Regions from separate parts of the Sus scrofa genome. Here regions 2, 3 and 4 are each linked to region 1. Evidence: chromatin contacts called from public promoter capture Hi-C data. All regions are on one chromosome and are shown on one strand. Each heading gives the region's core, a stretch centred on a gene start, on an enhancer-like site or on the middle of the called end of the contact. The rest is flanking DNA. Distances are from core to core; before and after follow the strand shown. Region 1 holds the start of WDR7 (WD repeat-containing protein 7). Region 2 holds the start of NARS (asparagine--tRNA ligase, cytoplasmic). Region 3 holds the start of ONECUT2 (one cut domain family member 2). Region 4 holds the start of FECH (ferrochelatase).

Region 1 (3,856 bases), core at 666-3,165:
TACTGTCTGAGATGGCTCTAAACTTGAACCCAAGTGAAAACAAAGGCTGGCATTCCCTTCCATCAAAAAAAAAAAAAAAAAAAAAAAAACCTCACTACACCAAAATTTAAGTTACCATAGTGATACTCAAACAAGGCAAAGCCCAGTGCCTTTGATTTACCTAAGATCTTTTAAAATTTAGGTACAGGTGGCAATAAGAAAAAATAAAGTGTATGCTCTAGTTTTTCTGCTAAGAAGGGCTCTGGGAGCATTTAAAATAAAAACAGACACTTACATAAATGAATTTCTCACCATAATCTCTAACTGAAAATTAACAAGGCATTTACTAGCTTTTTATACTGCTCTGTTTGCCCAATTTGAAATAAATAAGATCTATTATTTTGGATGAAATCAAAGTAATCTTTGATTCTTCGTAATAGTAAAGGCATTTCAACACACTATTTTCACTTTTGGCTTTTCTCCATCTCCATAATGTCACGAGGTGCTTCTAACGAGTTACTTATAACACAAGTTTCTGTGTGCAACAAAATTTCAAAAGCGTAATCAATTTATCTCATACAACAGATGATTCTTAACGTCTTGTCCATATAGCCCTAAGCAATAAACATCTGAAAGAATCACAGCTTTCCTTTTGTGGCTCATGCCAAATGCTGTCAAAGCAGGCAGTGGCTCTCATTGAACCCTAAAACCAGTAGCATCAACAATTCCAATGCTGGAGTTCCCGTCGTGGCTCAGGGAAAAAGACTCTGACTGGTAACCATGAGGACGTAGGTTCAATCCCTGGCCTTGCTCAGAGGGTTAAAGATCTGGCATTGCAGTAATCTGTGGTGCAGGTCCCAGAGGAGGCTCGGATCCCGCTTTGCTGTGGCTGTGGCGTAGGCCGTCAGCTACAGATCCCATTTGACCTCTAACGTAGGAACCTCCATATATCTCAGGTGCGGCCCTAAAAAGACAAAAAAAGAAAGAAAGAAAACCAATTCCAGTGCTGCCTGAAATGCAACTGTAGCTGCCACGGTTTCAAACTACAGGAAGCAGTAAATTTTGACTAGGACCTGAGAAACTGGCATAGCAAATGAGTCAAAACATAAAACGCAATTTTTGAATCCAAGGCAGGGTAGTTCTGAATCCAAACATATAGCCTCAAAAAGCTTGGGACGCACTAGTAAATGAGAAGCAGTAGCAGGTATTCTCTTAGACCAAGTCTTAGGGGAAAGGGATGCAAACGATCAGGTGTACTAACAGATGCCTCAGGACCTTAGGCAAGGGCAAACTGCAGAGCACCAGGAGAGACTACATGCATCCCCATAGCAAGCACGTTTCCCAAAAGCACTGCCAAGAACCACTCACCTAAAAACATTAAGCAACTCACCCTGTTTAGACTGCCACTGAGGGCAAGGCGGTCCCATCTCAAGACCAAAGCTAGTGTCACAGTAGCAAATGTCATTCAGTAGACCAAGGAGTCCCAAAACCCCTGACAGGACCCATGCTCCAGGCACAGGCTCCTAGCTGTGGGCCTGAACCTGCAGGATCCGCAGAAAATAGACCTTCCAAGAGCAGTGCTCTGACAGCGGGCACTGCCCCCGGCTGAAGCGTTACTGTGACCCTTGACCCTCGGCCCCTGACCTCCACGTTGGGGGCACATGCCGCCCTGGGCTTCCCGCTGGGGAAGCTCGAAAGCCACCTTACCTGTCACAGCTTCATTTCATGCCGTGATGTTTCCTGTCCCAGTCCCACCACCGCGGCGCTCCTACAAAAGGACAGGACGAGGACGAATCCAGGGAACAGGTGGGGTGGGCAAATCCGGGTGGGAAAACTTTGGATCGCAACCCCAGCCCAACCTCTGTCTCTCCACAGAGGATGCAAGATGCCGTTGCCACCGCCGCCGCCGCCGCTGCAGTAAATCAGCTGACTCCAGCCAACTGCCGTGACTTTCCCCGCAACTGTCGCAAAAATGAGGGGGAGGGAAATGCTCCTTATTTCCATACACGCCCGGCAGAGGCCAGCGCGGAGAGCATGGGCTGCGTTACCACGGAAACCAAAGGGCGGTGACTACGTCAGATAGTGGGCAGGGAGTGCATGGCCGCCATTTTGGTTAAGGGAAGGCTTGTCTAGGTTCTGTTCTCGCCTCGGATTCCCATGCTGGGAGGACCAAGATGAAGGGAAGGATGAAATGATTAAGTCTAGGTGTTTGGTTCCTGTGACCAAGGCGCTGCAAGTTTACTCTTCGGCCCCCAGACTCGGTCCAGGCTCCTGGAAAGTGTTAACTCTGGATTTGGTTACTGCTTTCCTCTGACCCCGAACTTGTCTGCTGGCTGGGACACAGAGGGCCAAATGAGGAACTCGGCTACTTGACTAAGGGAAGTCTGACCTTGTGCAACATCACTGTTCTGGAGAGAGAATGAATGTTCACTTGTGCGGGCCGCGAAGAGTGGTGGATCGCGAGTTTTGCCTTCAGACAGGCATGACTTTGGATCCCAGTTCCTCCACTGCAGTCTAAGAGTCATCTGGGGCATCTTGCTGCTCCTCTTCATTCTCCTCAATGTCCCCAATATACAAAATAGCCATAATAACCTCATAGATGTGTAGGAGGTTAAAAGAGCTCAATAGATGTCAGTTACTTATTATACTTGCTTATCTTCATCGCAAATATTTGTTAAATGTGTGAATGAATGACTGATAGCCAAAGAAGAATCTGGGGCCATCCTGGTGGCCTGTGTTAAAAAGATAGAAAAGATACTCCTTCCCTGGGTTTGTTTTTCATTAATAATCTCACTAATGGATTTATACGACAAGTAGGAATTCTACTGCAATTCTCAAAAGTCACTGTGTGTATGAATCACCTGTGAAACTTGTTGAAATGAAGCTTCTGATTCAGTAGTTCTGGAGTGAAGTCTAAGATTCTCCATTTCTAACAAGCTCCGTTTCTAACAAGCTCCCATTCCTCTGGTCCTTGGACCACACCTTGATTGGCAAATTCCTATTGGACAGCACCTGAAGTAGCGGATTCAGGAATCAGAACAAGACAGAAACAACTTCTTCAGACAGGATTATTTCTGTGCTAATTTACCAAAAGAGACATAAGTGTTGGTTTGGTCAAAAGCCTTCCCATCAACAAGTTATTATTTCTGTTGTCAACTGAAAGAAAAACACACACAGGAGTTCCTGTCACGGAGCAGTGGAAACGAATCCAACTAGGAACCATGGAGTTTCCAGTTCAATCCCTGGCCTCGCTCAGTAGGTTGAAATATCTGGCTTTGCTGTGAGCTGTGGTGTAGGTCACAGACATGGCTCGGATCCTGCATTGCTGTGGCTGTGGCTAGGCTGGCAGCTGTAGCTCTGATTGAACCCCTATCCTGGGAACCTCCATGTGCTGCAGGTGCAGCCCTAAAAAGCAGAAAGAAAAAAAAAGAAAGAAAAACACACAACTTCAAAATTGTTAGTTACATTTTATTCAGGGAACTTACTGAGGACTGTAGCCCAGGAAACAGCCTCTCAGGGAACAGCTCCAGAGATTAGGGAGAAGCCAGTACACACACACACAAACACACACACACACACACACACACAAACACACACACACACACCCCTATATATGATTTTTTTGTCTTGGAAATACATGTAGTCAAGCATACCTCTTGGTAAAAGATTACTGCTAATCATACACACACAAACACACAAAAAGTATGTCAAGGTAAAGATTTTAGTGCTTTTCCAAGTATGGGAAGATACAAGAATCTGGGTCATTGAAATTCTTCCTTAGATATGCATCTTAATTATTTAGGGGTTGTATAACAAAACAGAGAATGTTCCATCCTATTTTTCTCCATCCTGAATTCCCCTTAGGGCAGTAGGTTGC
Region 2 (3,753 bases), core at 1,207-3,706, 900 kb before region 1:
TGAAGCCAAAGTGAGAGGGTTCCAGAGCCTACCATTTCTCATCATGAATCAATTCTCTCAAGTGTTAACAATCAACCTTTAGATTAGAGGTCAATTTGCCAAATGAGAATCATCTTGCAGGGTCATTACAAAATGGGTGCTGAGCCAAGCTTCATAATGAGTAAGCCAGCCTATGGAGTCCTATACAGGGTTTCTCGTTACCACCCACTTGGGAACTCTCACCTACCTTCAGATTCCTCATTTAAATTTTGTGTGACCAACATAAACGTGCATCATTAGTGAAGAGTTTAACAGAGGTGACACTAAGGACTCTTTCTAAAGGTATATTTATGGTTCAACTTTTTGGGAAACTTGCCTCAGGATTCCATCACTGCCAACATCTTGAGTAAATGTGAACCTAGAAGAGCTCTTTTCAATTTATTGGGTTTGTCCAAGACCAGACTGTTTCTTAGGATTTTGTGGCTTGGGGTGAAAATACTTTCATGATCTGCTCCAACAACAACAAAAACAAACAAAAACAAAATACACACACAACCATAAACCAAGAAATCCACTGGGCCTCTGAGATCCCCAGAGACCCCACAGGAGCCTCAACTCCTGCTAAACTAATACCATGATTGCTCTTCAAAATAACCTGGGGGAGTTCTCCCTCATTGCTTTCAGAGAACACAATCCCTTGTGTTCTGAAAGCTTCCCACTCCCCCCTCCATTTGACTCTACCTTCAACTTTCAAGACCATTTGACTCTACCTTCAACTTTCAAGACTATCTCAAATCCCACATTGTACCCAGGTCAATTCAAAGAAAGGAGTCCAGGCTGATACGAATTGTGCATTTAGAAAGCTTGAGAGCATACAGCCTGGTGAGCCTACGGGGGGGGGTTGGGGTGGATCCTAAGAGCAAAAGAAGTCAGGGAGGGTTGCCAGCTGGAGAATGAGAGTTTATGTTTCCAACTGTTCGCCCTGGCTGGAGTATAGAGATTAGACTGGAGAAATAAGGAGGACTGAGAAGACAGGAGGAAGGATACAACAGCTGAGCCCTGAACAACTCAGGGGTTAGGGCACAAATCCTCACGCAGCCGAAAATCAGATTATAACTTTATAACTGACCATCGGTGGAATCAACCAACTGCAGATCCTGTACTACTGCACTAGGTATTTACTGGGGAAAAACCCACCCATCAATTCAAATTTGTGTTGTTCAAGGGTCAGCTGTGGTTACATTGTACCAGAAGGTAAGGACAGGTGCTGAGCCTGGAAAGTTTGAGAGTTTTGAAGGAGGGCCATCAGAGCTCCTATTCAACAGCGTGAAGCAAGAGATGGGTCATTTCTTGAGAGAGTTGGGGCAGTGGAAAAGATCTGCAGAGTCTGAGATACTTTGAAAACTGGCCAGAATTCATTAGGAGTGGGGTATGGGTCCGTCCCACCAGCATCCCTCAGCAGTTTGAAGGCCTGAGATTTGATTTAAGCAGGATCATGGAACAAAAGAACAATGATTAACTAGCAATACTATTTACATCCTAATTCAGAAAGTTCACTAGATGCCAAGCACACACTAGGCATTTCTGTATCTCACATTAACCTCCAAAGGCAGCCTTTCCAGAATATTATCATCACTTTACAGTTGAAAAACCTGTGGCTCAGAGAGATTAAGGAACCCGAGCAGAGTCACTGAGGCAGAAAGAGCCCTGTGTCCTAGGATATCTGGCTTCAGTGCCCCATTAGTCACCCGCCTTCAAGAAAAATGAAGGACACTTTATAGTGTCCTTCATTTTAACTTTTCAGGAAGAGATTAAAGACAAAGCTAGCAGTTTACAAACACGAAAGAGCCTGGGGGCCGCCAAAATAAATTAACGAGCAAACCTAAATGCTTAAATTTAACTCTACAAGCAAAAAGTTACATTTCCAGTTTTCTAAGTTAATAGTGTCACTGTAATGATAATTCCCACTTTTTGTTTGCAGTGTCAAATCGATTTTAAACATTACTGAGATTTTCTCAAACATTACTGAGATTTTCTTCGATTGCTTGACCGCTTCGCTATCTAGGCAAACACTAAGCTTCCCCTCCCCACACCCCAGCCCCCGTTCCCGGCCCTGGGTTGGGGAAAAGTGTCCTAGAAACGCTTACAGTGATTTTTGCCTCTTCTCTCTTCGAAACGTCTTGAGGAGCAAATAACTTTAGTGCATAAAAAAGCGCTAAAGAAGCCTGCGCGCTTGCTCCAAGATAACGCACGGAAAGCTGTGCTCAAACAAGCCTGAGATCCAGCCTCCCTTACTCACAGGGGAGGTGCCGCGCAGAACCGGAAATGTTAAGACCACGTGTGGAAAGGCAAAAGTGCCTGGAGACAACATGGCAACACGGAAGTTGCGGGCCTTGGGCCCCAGCCAGCGGCCCGCTACGGTGGCCCGCGGGGGCCATAACAGGGTTAGGACCGTGATTCGCTTCTGGCTCCCGGTGGAGCGGAGGAGGCTTCTACCCAGAGACTAGAACAACCCTGATGGGCGGGGGCGAAATATCGAGGACCGCAAGAAGAGGGCGCCCCAGCTGGGCGGTCTGAGGAGGAGAGAAAAACAATACCATTCACTGCATGCATTCATTCACTATAAGCACCGACAAATTTCAATTTGTTCTTGGAAGTGACTGTTTCCACGATGCTGTAAGTAAAGTTCTGCTTCCGGAAGGAGGTTGGACTAAACTGTCTGCCCAACAGATAATTAGCAAACGCTTACTGAGTGCAAGCTGTGCTGAGTGCCCTGGAAGGATGCCAGCATGGCATCTTACCTACATTCTGGTAGTGACATGTACGGGCCAGGGACCAGACACAGGGGGCAGGGGCAAGTTCAGTACGGGCTGTGGGTAGATGAGGAGCAAACCACTCTAGGAAAGAGGTTGACTGCTTTGTTTTTATTACTGGGGGTAGAAACTGCAGGAGGCAGGCAGAGGGTCTTGTCTGCAGTTGCCCTGGAGCTGTCGTCCCTTCTCTCACTTCCATTTCATGTGGTCTTCACTGGTGTTAGGAGAGTTTGTCCTTCCTTTGGGCAAAGAACGGTAAAGATTGGAGTTCCCGTAGTGGCGCAGTGGTTAACGAATCCGACTAGGAATTCGTTGCGGGTTGCGGGTTCTGTCCCTGCCCTTGCTCAGTGGGTTAACGATCCGGTGTTGCCTTGAGCTGTGGTGTAGGTTGCAGACGCGGCTCGGATCCCGCGTTGCTGTGGCTCTGGCGTAGGGTGGCGGCTACAGCTCCGATTCAACCCCTAGCCTGGGAACCTCCATAAGCTGTGGGAGCGGCCCAGAGAAATAGCAAAAAGACAAAAAACAAAACAAAACAAAACCAAAAAAAAAAAAACAGTAAAGATTTCTGCCTTCTGGCTTCAGTGTGGGTCATAGACATTTCAAGTGCTTCACAGAAATGAAAATACCTGGAGAACTGTTTGAAACCAAAAAACACACAAAATAATCATAATAATATACATTCCACTGTGTGAGAGATTGCATCAAACATTGTCTGACACCTTGCAGTGTGTTTTAACTGCCTCCCAATAGGCTATTCAGCTCCTCTTTTAAGCCAGCTGCTTCTGAGTAACGGGGCTTTTATCGGTCACTACTGTCCTGATAAAGCTGTGTAACAAAATGTTCCAAAACTCAGAGGCAACACAACAATCATTTATTCTCACTGGTCTATCTAGGAGTCAGCTGATCTGGACCAAGTTCAGGTGGGTTTAGTTCCAAGATGTAGACTGGATCCAGGTCACAC
Region 3 (3,742 bases), core at 381-2,880, 720 kb before region 1:
CTTACCTGCCAGGCGTAAGGCGGACATGCGCTGGAACTCGGGCTCCTGCAGCCACTTCCACATCCTGCGGAAGGTCTCCCTGCCAGATTTGAGTTTACTCCACGGTTTTGGGTTCCGGAGCAGGTCGGAGAGAGTCCCCTGAGACCGGCACAACACCCTCTGCGCGAAGATCGCCTGTGGGATGCTGTAGCGCTTCAGCTCCGCGGTGATGCGCTGGGCCACCTCTTTGGTGTTGATTTCCTCCAGCTGGCCTGACGTGGCCACCTGCGATCCTGAAGAGGATGAGGGTGGCCTCTCGCGGCTGGGCGCCAGCACCGGCCCGTGGGACTGAGCGTGGCCCGGGTGGTGCAGCCCGTTGAGGTGCGACATCATGGCTGCGGGCGGGGTGCCCAGGCCGCGGGACAGGTGTTGCTCACCGCGGGTAAGCATGGCAGTGTGGTGCGCCTCGAAGTTGGGGCTGAGCATTTTGTCGTGGCCCGGGGGCCCGTAGTTGGGCAGGCTCTGCTGCGCGTTGTGGAGGCCGCCCAGCCCGTTGCCCAGCGGTGTGGCGGTCAGCGGGGACAGGCTCTGGCTCATGCCGGGCATCTCCTTGTAGGGGCTGTAGAGGTTGTTCATGGCCGGGAGCCCGCGCTCGTCGCGCATGAGGGTGAAGCTGCCGCTGACGTTGCCCGACAGGCGCTGGTGGTGGTGGTGGTGGTGGTGGTGTGGGTGGTGGTGTGGGTGCGGGTGGTGGAACTTGTCCGACACGGTGGAGATGGGAGGCAGCGGCTGGAGCGGCGTCAGCGTGGTGTAGGTGTTGCTCATGCCCATGCCGGGCGGGGACGAGTCGCAGGACATGCTCATGGCGTGATGGAGCGGGATGGAGAGCTCGGGCCGGTAGTCGCCGCCGTCCAGTATCGAGGCCATGCTAGTGACCATGGCCGAGCGCGACGCCGCCGCTGCTGCCGCTGCCGCCGTGCCCAGTTCTTGGTGTGCCGTTGGCGGCGGCGGCGGCGGCGGGCCCCGCAGCGAGCCAGCGGCGCCGCGGCCCGCGTGGTGGGGGCTGGGGCTGGCCAGCAGTTCTTGATCATGGCCCGGGCCCCGCCGCCGCCCCCGCCGCCCCCGCCGCCGCCCCCGCCGCTGCCGCCGCCGGCCGGCCCGTGCAAAGTGCCCAGACTTTCCATTGTCAGCTCCGGGTTCATGGCGCAGCCTTCTAGGTCTTTGGTGAGGCATCGATAGGCGGTGTAGGCAGCCTTCATTCAGTCCATCGGGGCCCGGGGGCGGCGGGGGCGGCGGGGGCGGCCGGCGGGCTGGCAAAGCGCGCGTGGCGGAGCTCGGCCGCGGGAGCGAGGGAGGGTGCAGGAGTGCGTGAGTGTGTGGAGGGGGAGCGTGCGTGAGGGTGTGCGCCCCGGGCTGAGGGCGGGCGGGCGCGCCCGGGGTGGGGGTGGGGTGGGGGCGGACGGGGCGTGCGTGCAGGAGAGGGGAGGGGGCGGGGAAGGAGGGAGGGATCACCGGGCCCCGCCGCTCGGGCCGGCGCGCTGCCTGGCCATGTCCGAGCCCGCTCTGGCGCCGACGTCTTCTGTTTGGGTGAGCGGGAGCTGTCCAGAAGGGCTCTGCCGCTCGCCGGGGCAGCCAACCTACCCTCCCGGACCCGGGGCGGGGCAGTGTCCGATGGGCGCCGCGAGCAGCCACTCCGCGGGTGCGGCTGCCCTGGAGGGCGGGTCTCCTACGCTGAATTGCCAATAGCTGAGGAGGAGGCGGGGCCACACGTTTCATGTTTGGCTGACGGCTCTGTGCCTTTTTTTTTTCCCCCTCTTTTGCCATAGGAATCAAACGTCAAGGAGAGAGAGGGAGGGGGAGAGGGGGTAATGGGGAGAGGGAGGCGAGAGTGTGAGTGAGGGCGAGAAATTACGTTAAAGATGGTACTGTGTGTGTCTTCAGATCTGCAGCAATCTGGGCTAAAGGGCTTTTGCTTCAGTTCCCTTCGCTTCACCCCACAGCTTTTCTCGAAGCGAGTCTTAAAAGACTCCAGCTACGTGCTGGTGTAAAAACAAACCCACGTCTCCAAACAAGCCGCTTCCCAAGCGTCTCTAACTGGGAGCCGGTACTTTAGCCTTTTAAAATTCAGGCGCAAATGTATTCTAGTTCAGGGTAAATTCCCGAGACTGAGGAGTGCATAATCTACAAGGCGAAGGGAACTCCAGCGCCCTAGCCGCCTGCGAGCTGCGGCCAGCAGACGCAAGCCCACCCTCGGCTCGGGCCGCCGTAATGCATGCAAAGTTAACACAATAACATCATTTAATTACCTAGCGAGCCCATAAATCTCTCAGTTATGAGCCTTCAGAAGGGCACTGCTAGATTGCAAAACAAAACTAGAACTCCAGGAGCTGAGGTTTCAAGGTGACCAAAGGCTTGCCGCGCGAGCGAGTTGGAAAGAAGTATGTGCGAGTGAGGAGTGGGGGCAGTGTACCGCAGGGTTGTTGCCGTTGCCTGTAGTGAGCAAACTTCTCCTTGGGGCAGGGAGTATGTAAACCACCCAGGACCTTACCCATTACATGCGGATCTTTCCACACACACACACACACACACACACACACACACACACACACACTCACAATCTTCTCTAGAATCCCGGGAGAGGAACGCCCGGGATTTCGGCACTGGGTAGATGACTTAGAGGTGATATCTGCATATTCAAACTCTGCTTCTTAAAAGACCAGAGCTCTGGCGAGTTCTTAGAACGCTCGCAAGCCGAGGCTTTGAAAAGTGCGCCTTCGTCTACCCGGGATTTCCGTTGTTTGGTAACCCTCGGTCAGCGAGTGGCGCTGAGTATGGACATTTGTGCGGCCGGGGTTGGGGTGGTTGACGACAGAGAGCGGCTCGGTTTCGAAAGCCTTAAAAGTAACAGATTCTTCCAAAGCAGGTTGAGCTCGGTCTGCCTCCGAAGATTCAAGCTGGCTGAGGTTGCGCAGATGTTGCCTTTGTTTAAAGAGACAGTAATTAAGGACAGGGTGGACATAAGTTTGAGAAGCGTGACCTATTTTCTTTTGATCAGCTGTCAAAAGAAGAGCAGGGGGTATCCTTAAGACAGACCCCTCCAACCACTTCCAGCTGCTAGAGAAAACTTGATAAGAAAACAGGGACACAGTCTGGAATACCGCATAAGCCTTCCTGGCGCTAGAGAAAGGTTTAATTCATTTGTAAAACAGTTCTTAGTCTAGGTGACCTTTTACGCCTGCCCTCCCCTCTCTTCTAGTTGCCGAGCAAAAAATTCCACCCCCCTCCCACATCATCCTGTCACATGAATATACTATTTATAGATCAATAGTGACACTATTTATAGATCAACTTCATTGAGCTCTGGCCAATATCTTGCCAATTCTTCTTTCAAAAAGCTTCTCTCTGTGATTTCGAAGCCTGGGTAAGAAGGTGGACCATCCCCTGCTTTACCGGACATACTTTTCTAGCTATTCATGTTTTTAATGTCACTGCACTAGACAGGTAAAATCACCCAGTTTTCTGTTACTCTGACTTTCCTATTTCTCTGACTCTCTGCTACTATCTCTCTTCCTACTCTCTACTTTATACATGGTGGCTGGACATTTGGGAAACAGTTGTTTGAAATACACATGGAGTTGAACAAAAGTTCACAAAAGTGCAATCTCCTGTTGGTCCAGGAGTGCTCAGAGACTAGAATAGGGCAGGAGAAGAGCAAGGCAGGGGAGGAATCTGTTTGATGTGCCCAGTGCTGAAGGCAGACCCC
Region 4 (3,846 bases), core at 283-2,782, 860 kb before region 1:
TGGGTTTAGGCTTTAGGTAGAGGAATATATTATCTATGAAGATCACCTCTCTTTTTTATTTATTTTTTGGCCATGCCCATGGCATGAGGAAATTCCCTGAACCAGGACTCGAACCCATGCCACAGCTCTAGGCTACCAGAGAACTCCTGAAGATCACCTCCTTAAAGGGCAAATTAAACTAATATAATTTTCATTCTGAGTTGATTTGAAGATCATGTAGATAATATGAAAGGTAATTCATTTAATTTGACATATTTACACTGAGCTTATAACCAAGGAGGACTAACTTTAATAATAAATAAACTAATTTAATCAAGAGAATACAGAAAACTTTTCCAACCCAATCTAGACTCCATCTTCCTGGAATGTTCCACATGGCATGCCCCCTACTTCCTCAGGTCTTTCACAAATGGCAGTGAGGACTTCTCTGACCTCTTTATTTCAAATTGCATTAGCCTCCTCTCTCTCATCTCTGTTACATCGCTTCTTTCTTTCTAACGCTCATCATCACCCTAAATAGTACATATTGTGATTATTTTCTGACTCTCCCCTAATCCCCATGTAAGCCCCTCCTCTGTTCTATTCATTGCTGTTTTCCAAGTGCACATGATAGATGCTCAATGCTTGTTCAGTGAATGAAAGAATGATGCCTGACACCTTTCTGTTCCAAAGGTTGGTCTTGTACTCTGAGACGCACTGAATTTATGGGTCAGGTGGGCGGGATGTAGGGGTGCAGGTGTAGGGATGTAGGAAAGGCTAAAAATGAAGGGGGTGGGGGCTGTCCCGTGGGCGGTTTGGGGTCAGGTGACTACCTTGTCAAGGTGCGCAGACATCATACTGATAAACTTCACCACACTAGCCTTCCAAGAAGTTGATTTGCTGGGCTGGCCTTCACTTTTCTTAACACGATCACGTTAGCTGTATAATGTTGGCTTTCTGGTCACAGCTGTCAAAATCTGCTGCAGAAAAATTGGATAATTATTCGTGAGTGTCTTATATGAAAGAATTCCTTTTCTCATTCTGAAAACAAAGCAAAAGAGTCAGCACAGTTGTTCTGTACCTAGGCAACGAAAGTGGAGAATTGAGGCAAAAGCATTCTCATTCTATGCGATAGTAACGGTAATGTCAAGAAAGTTCTTTGCTGAGTTGTGGTTGCAGTTCCTGCCTTGGTCAGGTGGCTATGTGCAACCAGGGAGACACAGAGTGAAGCTGGGCGCCAACGCAAGTATTTTTGGTGGAAGAGATGGAAAGGGCGGATAGTACAGTCCTGAGCCGTTTCTTACCCTGAAGACTGCCTTACGGCAGGGCAGGCCCCGGTGAGGGGCGTGCCTCCTCCTGGCCCCGCCCTCGATCCCCGCCCCGGTTCGGCAGCGAATGAGCGGGCGCGCAGCCTGGGCGCAGGGAGTGGCGGCGCATGATAAGGCAGCGTGGGTGGCTGGTGCTGCGCTCTGCGACTGGTCGTTGTCGGAGCCCGTGCCTGGCTGTGCTGCTGCGGGAGGAACCCAGGCCCCGGGCCGAGGCTGCCCCGGGAATGCTTTCAGTCGGCACAAACATGGCTGCGGCCCTGCGATCTGGGGGCGTCCTGCTCCGCGATCTGCGTAAGTGGGGTTGTCGCGGCCGCCGCCTAGGCTGGGGACCCGGTGACGGCGGGGACAGCAGGCAGCTAGCTGCAGGCCCCCGGGCCTGGGAACTTCCAGGAACGACGGCGGCTGCACAGGAAGCTGGGTTGTGGGGCAAGGGGCGGAGAAGGGATCCGGAAAGGGACCCTCCCGTGGGGCTTACTTGACGGCCCTCGGAGGCCGTGGGGAGGGGTCCTGGAGTCCTATTGGTCAGCTGGGTGGCCATGAGGAGTGGCTGAATTTCTCAGAGCCTTAGTTCTTTTCTGTAAAATAAGAATAATGATAGTCACAGAGTTGTGAGGATTACGGGAGGCAGAGTGCGTTAAGGGCCAGGCACAGAAATGGTAACGATGGCAACGTCACCATCATCATCACCGTAGACATCTACCCTGAGGTTCCCTCCCTGGTGGTGGAAGTCACACTGGGTCCACTGCTCCTCTCCCTAGCCCCTGGCGTCACGCAGTGCTCACTTTTGCAGCAGGACCCACTGCGGGGCAGCTGGGCTTAGTGTTTTATACAGGTATTTGGAGAAAAAGCCCCAGTGACAATCCTGCACATATCTGATACAGACGTGAACGTACTTTGCTGACAGAACTCTAGTTCAGACACTCCTGGCTGGGATACTAGCCCTGCAGCACTTCAGCAAGGGATTCAGTGTAGCTTGAACTTTGTTAAACGTAAAAGGAGAAGGTAATACCTCATAAGCTTGCCATGGAGATTAGCTGAATACAGATAACGCCTATAGCACCGTGACAGGCACACAGTAGATATATAGATACCCTCAAAGTGTTCAGTTATTGTTATGTAAAAGGCTGCCACCTGCTAAGATGCTAAATTAGTACCTTTGAATGGTTACTGGACACAGATCTGACTTATTTTTATAAACTCCCTAAATCATCCATTTGGCACCTTCTGAGAAGGCATCCATTCTAAACCTCCATATCTTATTACAGGTGCCTTTGTTAGGAAAATAATAAGGTCCTAGTGTACAATGAGGATCCAGTTGCTAAGGGTAGTGGGAGACAAAAGACATTGTCTTTTAAGAAGAGGAAGCACAGTGCCAGTAATGGAGCTGAAAGAGGTATCCAATTAGTCTTTTCTTTCATCCATCCTTCCTGTAGCAAAGTCTGGACAGGCTTTAGAGTTGAGGTTGTAGAACAATACGAGAAACTTTAAAGGATTTGTTGTCCGGGTTATAAGTAACTAAGCGAAAGGATTAGTTAACCATAGTGGAAGTAGATTTAGAGTTCAACTGAATTATGGACTCTGATTTTAAGATGTAGTTATAGTACTGAAATTATCTTGTTTTATATGAAGGAATTAACTTCTAATTAATTTCTAGACTGTGGAGTTCCTGTCGTGGCGCAGTGGTTAACGAATCCGACTAGGAACCATGAGGTTGTGGGTTCGGTCCCTGCCCTTGCTCAGTGGGTTAACAGTCCGGCGTTGCCGTGAGCTGTGGTGTAGGTTGAAGACGCGGCTCGGATCCCGCGTTGCTGTGGCTCTGGCGTAGGCCGTGGCTACAGCTCTGATTCGACCCCTAGCCTGGGAACCTCCATATGCCGTGAGAGCGGCCCAAGAAATGGCAAAAAGACAAATAAATAAATAAATAAATAAATAAATAAATAAATAATTTCTAGAAAAAATTGAGTAGTATTTCTTGAATTCTTGCAGTAGAAAAGCAAAATTTTGCACTCACTTTGTATTTTTGCATATTAGAAAATTATAAGAAGCTCCCCAGTATAAATGTATATAGTCCTTATTTTTGAGTATTCTTACTTCTTGCTTAACCACATACATTGTGCCATTGTACTTTTAGAAAGTTGGTAGAGTAATCAATTTTTGTTTCTTTGTGCCTTTTTCTTTCCAAATTTTCTACATTAGGCACATATGTCTTTTGTAATTAGAAAAAATAAATCTAGAATAATAAAAAAGAAAATCAGTGTTTAAATTAATGACAGAATATTTTGGCTCCATAACAGCAAAATAACAATTCTTTTCTTAAAGCCTCCTCTCCCCAAGTGTTTATTAATAGTTATAATATAGGATCTTATTTCTGTTCATTTTCTTATTTCATTTTTTTGCTTTTTAGAGCCGCATTCACAGCACATGGAAGTTCCCAGGCTAGGGTCGAATCAGAGCTATAGCTGCCAGCCTACGCCACAGCCATAGCAACGAGGGATCTGAGCTGTGTCTGCGACCTACACCACAGGTCATGGCAACGCCA

What was found. Promoter capture Hi-C pulls out the DNA fragments that hold promoters and counts their contacts.
Region 2: a promoter capture Hi-C map of liver shows a contact between it and region 1, with 3 times the contacts expected there. The contact joins the promoter of NARS here to the promoter of WDR7 in region 1. A contact is called at or near these places in 1 of 5 promoter capture datasets (liver) and 1 of 2 datasets of contacts at active chromatin or transcription factors (alveolar macrophages).
Region 3: a contact with region 1 is called in a promoter capture Hi-C map of liver, with 2.5 times the contacts expected there. The contact joins the promoter of ONECUT2 here to the promoter of WDR7 in region 1. A contact is called at or near these places in 1 of 5 promoter capture datasets (liver) and 2 of 47 Hi-C or Micro-C datasets (both in embryonic fibroblasts).
Region 4: a contact with region 1 is called in a promoter capture Hi-C map of fetal liver, with 5 times the contacts expected there. The contact joins the promoter of FECH here to the promoter of WDR7 in region 1. A contact is called at or near these places in 2 of 5 promoter capture datasets (fetal liver and liver) and 1 of 47 Hi-C or Micro-C datasets (retroperitoneal adipose tissue).

Annotation. Positions count from the first base shown.
Region 1 is chr1:106,034,071-106,037,926 of Sscrofa11.1, reverse strand. It overlaps WDR7 (WD repeat-containing protein 7), which reads right to left and starts at 1,915. Exons shown (of 27, transcript XM_021093616.1): 1 at 1,687-1,915.
Region 2 is chr1:106,931,808-106,935,560 of Sscrofa11.1, reverse strand. NARS (asparagine--tRNA ligase, cytoplasmic) reads left to right here and starts at 2,456. Exons shown (of 16, transcript XM_003121455.6): 1 at 2,456-2,655.
Region 3 is chr1:106,749,234-106,752,975 of Sscrofa11.1, reverse strand. It overlaps ONECUT2 (one cut domain family member 2), which reads right to left and starts at 1,630. Exons shown (of 3, transcript XM_021093679.1): 1 at 1,085-1,630; 2 at 6-1,082. The coding sequence starts at 1,238. It also overlaps a transcript of LOC102164252 not described here.
Region 4 is chr1:106,895,921-106,899,766 of Sscrofa11.1, reverse strand. It overlaps FECH (ferrochelatase), which reads left to right and starts at 1,532. Exons shown (of 11, transcript NM_001170523.1): 1 at 1,532-1,598. The coding sequence starts at 1,532. LOC110260892 (a long non-coding RNA gene) reads right to left here and starts at 1,277. Exons shown (of 3, transcript XR_002344451.1): 1 at 1,061-1,277; 2 at 813-959.